2 separate regions of the Macaca mulatta genome follow, and region 2 is linked to region 1. Evidence: chromatin contacts called from public Hi-C data. All regions are on one chromosome and are shown on one strand. The core of a region is the stretch at or near the end of the contact, and the rest is flanking DNA. Distances in the headings are between cores, read along the strand shown.

Region 1 (2,840 bases), core at 25-2,524:
AGGCATGCTGTGGGCTAACAGCAGCCCTGGTTAATCAAAAAAGGGTATGAAGAAGGAAAACATGGACTTGGACATTGAATCCTGCAAAGTGAGATATGGGCAGCCCTTGATATTGCCAGGAGATATAGTTGATCTTCATTCTTCATTATTTGTATCTGAGAATTTGCCTATTCACTAAAATGTGTTGGTAACCTCAAAAGGTTACCAGTAAAGTCGCTGCACTTTCAGAATCATTTGCAGACACGCACAGAGTGGTGAGATAGCTGAGCCACCTGATGTGCAGTGCCCAGGTGAGGTTCAGCAAGGAGATGCTCTGCCGCCTTGTTTCAGCTCTCATATCATAAGCCATGTTATTTTCGCAGTATATTTACTGCCATGTTTTTTGCGTTTTTGTGCTTTTTCTTGGTGATTTCGCTCTTTAAAATGGCCCCCAAGCATCAGTACTGGAGTGCTGTCTGGTGTCCTGTAGTGCAAGCAGGCTATGATGTGCCTTATGGAAGAAATACATGTGTTAGGTAAGCTTCGTTCATGCAGGAGTTGTAGTGCTGTTAGCTGTGAGTTCAGTGTTAATGAATCAATAATATAGTTTACATAAGGTGTCTTTAAACAGAAACACATATAAAGCAAGGCTTTATATTGATCGGTTGATGAAAATGTTGTGACCAGAGGCTCACAGAAACCTAGCCCTGTATTTCTTCTAGGAACAAATTAGGTACTAATTCAGCATTCATGACTACTTCATAGAACAGAACTACCAAGAATAATGAAAGTCAACTGTACTTTGAGACCTTTACCCAAAGGATAGCAATGTTATGCATTTTGTTTTTGCCAAGAGTTGGTACAGGCTGAAAGCATTATGAAGGTACAAAACATCTTTTGTTATTATGTTAAATTCCTGGGTGACTTGACAGGTTGAGCATGGCATAGAGCTTGGCAACTCAAACTGTGTTCTACCTAGCAGCAGCTACAGCATCATTGCAAAGCTTGTTCGAAATACAAAATTGCAGGCCCTGGCCCTCATCAACTGAATCAGAACCTGCATTTTAACAAAATCTTGAGGTGAATTCCTAGGTGATTTGTATGCACATTGGAGTTTGAGTTTGAAAAGGATTACCATAATGGAAACTGCTAGCTTGCAGTAAAGCTATGGATAAGGTTCTTAACCTTCTAAACATGACCTTACTTGTCTGCAGATTAAGAGATTGGGCTGGTTGGGCTCTTTTCAACTTTTATCAGTTTCTTCTTACGCACCAGGCACTGTGCTAGGTGTTCAGGAAAGGATTTATTCAACAAATATCTGTTAAGTGCCTCCTGTGTGCTAGACATCATTTTGGAGGTGAGGCTGTAAATACGAATGAGACAGAAAAGATTCCTGCCCTTATGCAGCTTACATTATGACACAGGAAACAGCTAGTAAGCAAGTAAATGACCTTCCCAGGCTATAATTCTTGTTTACGTGCTGTGAAGGAAATAAACAGGGTGATGTGAAAAACTGTGGGAGGGGAGTTATTAGGTTAGCGGGTGGTCAGAGAAAGTTTCTAAAGGCCAGGTGCGGTGGCTCAAGCCTGTAATCCCGGCACTTTGGGAGGCCGAGACGGGGGGATCACGAGGTCAGGAGATCGAGACCATCCTGGCTAACACGGTGAAACCCCGTCTCTACTAAAAAATACAAAAAAACTAGCCAGGCAAGATGGCGAGCGCCTATAGTCCCAGCTACTCGGGAGGCTGAGGCAGGAGAATGCCGTAAACCCGGGAGGCGGAGCTTGCAGTGAGCTGAGATCTGACCACTCTACTCCAGCCTGGGCTACAGAGCGAAACTCCGTCTCAAAAAAAAAAAAAGAAAAAAAAAGAAAGTTTCTATGAGGAAGTGGTGTTTGAGATCAGACCTGTAGATAAGAAGGAACAGAGTTCTGGGCCAAGAACATTCTAGCCTGTACTTTTTAAGTAGTCATATGTGGCTGGGCGCGGTGGTTCATGCCTGTAATCTCAATACTTGGAGAGGCCGACACAGGAAGATCACTTGAGGCCAGGAGTTTGAGACCAGCCTGGCCAACATGGTAAAACCCTATCTCTACCAAAAATACAAAAAATAGTAGCCGGGTGTGGTGGTGTGAGCTTGTAATTCCAGACACTCGGGAGGCTGAGGCATGAGAATCACTTGAACCCAGAAGGTGGGAGTGAGATCGCGCCACTGCACTCCAGCCTGGGTGACAAGCGAGACTCCTTCTAAGATAGATAGATAAATCGATCGAGACTCTGTCTAAGGTAGATAGATAGATAGGGCTAGTGGCTAGGCAGGAGGACCAGTAAGTGCAAAGGCCATGAGGTGGAGACAGAAAGGAGGTTTCTGATCTGAGGAGGCTGGTGTGCTGTGAATGAGGAGGAAAGGCTGACGGCCAGATCACAAAGGGTTTGTGTGGTCATGATGGAGACATAGAAGAGAATTGAAAGCACAGTGGAAAGCTATTGGAGAACCTCAATCAGAAAGGTGCCATGGTCTTATTTATATTTGTATAGGGATCAGTCTGGTTGCCTTGTGGAGAATGGACTGTATGAAGAGAGGAAGCAAGGCCAGGCGCGATGGTTCACGCCTGTAATCCCAACACTTTGGGAGGCCGAGGCGGGCAGATCACGAGGTCAGGAGATCGAGACCATCCTGGCTAACACGGTGAAACCCCATCTCTACTAAAAATACAAAAAATTAGCCAGGTGTGGTGGCGGGCGCCTGTAGTCCCAGCTACTCGGGAGGCTGAGGCAAGAGAATGGCATAAATCCGGGAGACGGAGCTTGCAGTGAGCCGAGATAACACCACTGCACTCCAGCCTGGGTGACAGAGCAAG
Region 2 (2,732 bases), core at 69-2,568, 180 kb after region 1:
TTCGCCCGGACGGGCTTGACAGGCATGTGCACATCCCTCCCTGACCCCTCACCGATGGGACTCCCATCCTCCTCATCTCCAGTCTCTTCCCGCTCGGGCAGTGGGGGTTGCTGCTGTGTCGGTGGCTGGTGCTGATTCTGCTTCTTTCGTTTCGGCATCGTGGCTGCGGCAATGGCTGCAGCGGGATTTGGAGGGTAGTGAGGAAGGGGCACGCGGGGATTCTGTTTCCGCTTCCGGGGGGTCGGTGGGCAGCAATGCCCAAGCTCCCACCATTCCACTTCCGGAAGGTTGCGGAGAACATCTGTGGCGGCCGCATTCTGGAGTAAACTGCCTCTCTCCGTCTCTGCCAGGCATGGCGGCAACCTCACACCTTCCTTTTGCTGCGTTTCTATAAATGCTTTGAAAAAATTCCGCTCTTCTTCCCTCGCTGGAAAACACCACAACCAGCTCCTCAGAGTGTGTCACAGAGTCAACAGGCTCTCGGGCCAGAAGGCCTGAGAAGAGGACTGTCGCACCGTAAGATCGCCACATCCGGTCCTCGGTTACTATGGTAACAGCTGCAGGCACAACTTTGTGCCCTTTGACCTCCCTCCAAAAGCCCTTGTCCCGCCTGGGTTTCGCTTCTCGCCCGCTTTTGCACTTCTGATCTGTAAACCTGCTCCTTATCATCGTTCCCACAAGGAATTTGGGTCCCAGCAGGTCGGCAGCCAGGACTCTTCAGACCGCCGCCCTCCCCTAAAGACCTCTGACCGTGCCCCCGGTGTAGCCCAGCAACCTGGCTTCATTCCCGGGACGCACCGTCTCGGCTTTCCACTAAGGTCAAGCCTGGGGGTTGGGAGTGTAGCCTCAGCGTGTCCACTCCTCCTCTCCCCTAGGTAATAGGCCCCGCCCTCCGCTCCGCCGCCCCCTCCAGGTGAGTGGTAGCTTCTCCCGGGAGCGCAAGGTAGTGATGACACGCGCTCCCCCCTCCTCCGAACGCGAGTTGGTAGCGTCCGTGACGAAGTTAGCCTGGTCCTCCCACGCGCGCCTCCTTCCTCGCCGCCGGGGTGCTCTCTCGGTGCTACTGGCTCTCACGTGCCAGTAGCCCACCCCGCATCATCCTTTCGCCTCGCTCCTGGAGGGAAGTGACTGTGTATCTCCCCTGTCCGCCTTCCATCGCCGCCGCGGCGGCAATTCGGTCGGGCCCGCCCGCTGACGTCACCTGCTAGCTCCGCCTCCTCTAGGGTCCCGGGCCCCTGCGGCGGGGACTGCCCCGGGGGGCAGTCAGTTGAGGCGGCAGGAGCTCGGCGGAGGGCGGGCCAGGTGACTGGTCCGGGCCATGCCGAGGAAGAAGCCCTTTAGCGTGAAGCAGAAGAAGAAGCAGTTGCAGGACAAACGGGAGCGGAAGAGAGGTCAGTGCGGGAGCTGGAGGAGGAGGCGGGGCTCGGGCTTCCGCACAGCTGGAAGGAGGGGTGTGCCCGCTGCACCTCTGGGGGTCGTGGGAGGGTGTCGTGGGACCGCGCCAACCCTCGCGGCCTATCGCGGAGGGGATCTCCCACCCCACCCCCCCACATCTGGAAGGGGTGGGGAAGGATGGAGAGTTGGGGGAGGGGAATCCCTCCAGCTCGCACGGGGCGCCGTCCCTACTGCTCCCTGGAGGAGTGATTCCCCCCCACGCACATCCGGGAGGGTCCCGAATAGGGTGGTTGGGAGGACAGAGCGTCGGAAGAAGTTGAGTGGGATGAAGAAGAGTCAGACCGGTGGGGGAGAGGGTCTTATGGCCCCTGAGAGCTGGCCAGCACTGGCGTCACCGGCCCCTCCCCGCAGGGCTTCAAGATGGGCTGCGCTCCAGTTCCAACAGCCGCAGCGGGAGCCGGGAGCGGCGAGAGGAACAGACAGACACCTCGGACGGGGAGTCTGTGACCCATCATATCCGCAGGCTTAACCAGCAGCCTTCTCAGGGGCTGGGTCCACGAGGCTACGACCCAAATCGGTGAGGGTGGGAGGGGGCGCTCGTCCCGGCTTTCCCGCCTACCCGGAAGTCAGAGCTTTGGGGGAAAGTGGGCTGCTGCTGGTGAAGACGGTGGGCCTGCGATGCCACAGTTCTCCGCTAGCCCCTCGGCTCCCCAGTGCGGGCCACAATCTTGCTTTCCAGAGGGGCTGGAGAGAGTTGGGCTTTTAGGAGGAGGAGGCTGAGTATTGCCTGAAAGAAGGACTTGGGGGAAGGCTGACTTGAGAGAGGAGACTTGAACGACGAGAGAATGCTTTGCGAAGTTGATTGTCCAAGAGGGGAGAAAATAGGAGTTTGTGGCCACAGGATTGCGCTGGATGTCTTGGTCCCTGTTCCCTTAGATACCGACTGCATTTTGAGAGAGACAGCAGAGAGGAGGTAGAGAGGAGAAAGAGAGCAGCCCGGGAGCAAGTTCTACAGCCGGTCAGTGCTGAGGTGTTGGAGCTGGACATCCGGGAGGTCTATCAGCCTGGCTCAGGTGAGTGAGGGCAAGACAAGTATTGGGCTGGGGAAAGGAGTTTGGAAAGGTAAGAGCCTAGTGTGAGGATGGAGGGGTCTGGGATGTACTCTTGAATCCTGAAAATTCCCTCACACTTGGACTTTTTCCTGATTTCCCAGTTCTGGACTTTCCTCGACGTCCTCCTTGGAGCTATGAGATGTCCAAGGAGCAACTAATGAGCCAAGAGGAACGGAGCTTCCAAGAGTATCTTGGGAAGATTCATGGGGCTTACTCCTCTGAGAA

What was found. A called contact is a pair of places that touch in the nucleus more often than the background predicts.
Region 2: a contact with region 1 is called in a Hi-C map of CD4 T cells, with 4 times the contacts expected there. The contact joins the promoter of GNL1 here to the enhancer-like site in region 1. A contact is called at or near these places in 3 of 14 Hi-C or Micro-C datasets (CD4 T cells, blood and fetal cortex germinal zone).

What each region holds. Positions count from the first base shown.
Region 1 is chr4:152,309,842-152,312,681 of T2T-MMU8v2.0, forward strand. The region is part of intron 7 of FLOT1 (flotillin 1); the gene reads left to right. Among named protein-coding and RNA genes, the nearest start is that of FLOT1, 4.4 kb to the left of the region's middle. Within about 2 kb of position 1,275, at least 6 of the 40 cell types and tissues checked have an H3K27ac peak or open chromatin away from gene starts, as enhancers often do. A contact at or near this core is called in CD4 T cells, where this site is marked.
Region 2 is chr4:152,490,526-152,493,257 of T2T-MMU8v2.0, forward strand. GNL1 (G protein nucleolar 1 (putative)) reads left to right here and starts at 1,319. Exons shown (of 12, transcript NM_001047139.1): 1 at 1,319-1,391; 2 at 1,807-1,972; 3 at 2,332-2,468; 4 at 2,609-2,732. The coding sequence starts at 1,319. It overlaps PRR3 (proline rich 3), which reads right to left and starts at 224. Exons shown (of 4, transcript NM_001257586.1): 1 at 53-224. The coding sequence starts at 158. It overlaps LOC144340506 (a long non-coding RNA gene), which reads left to right. Exons shown (of 2, transcript XR_013416688.1): 2 at 876-1,167.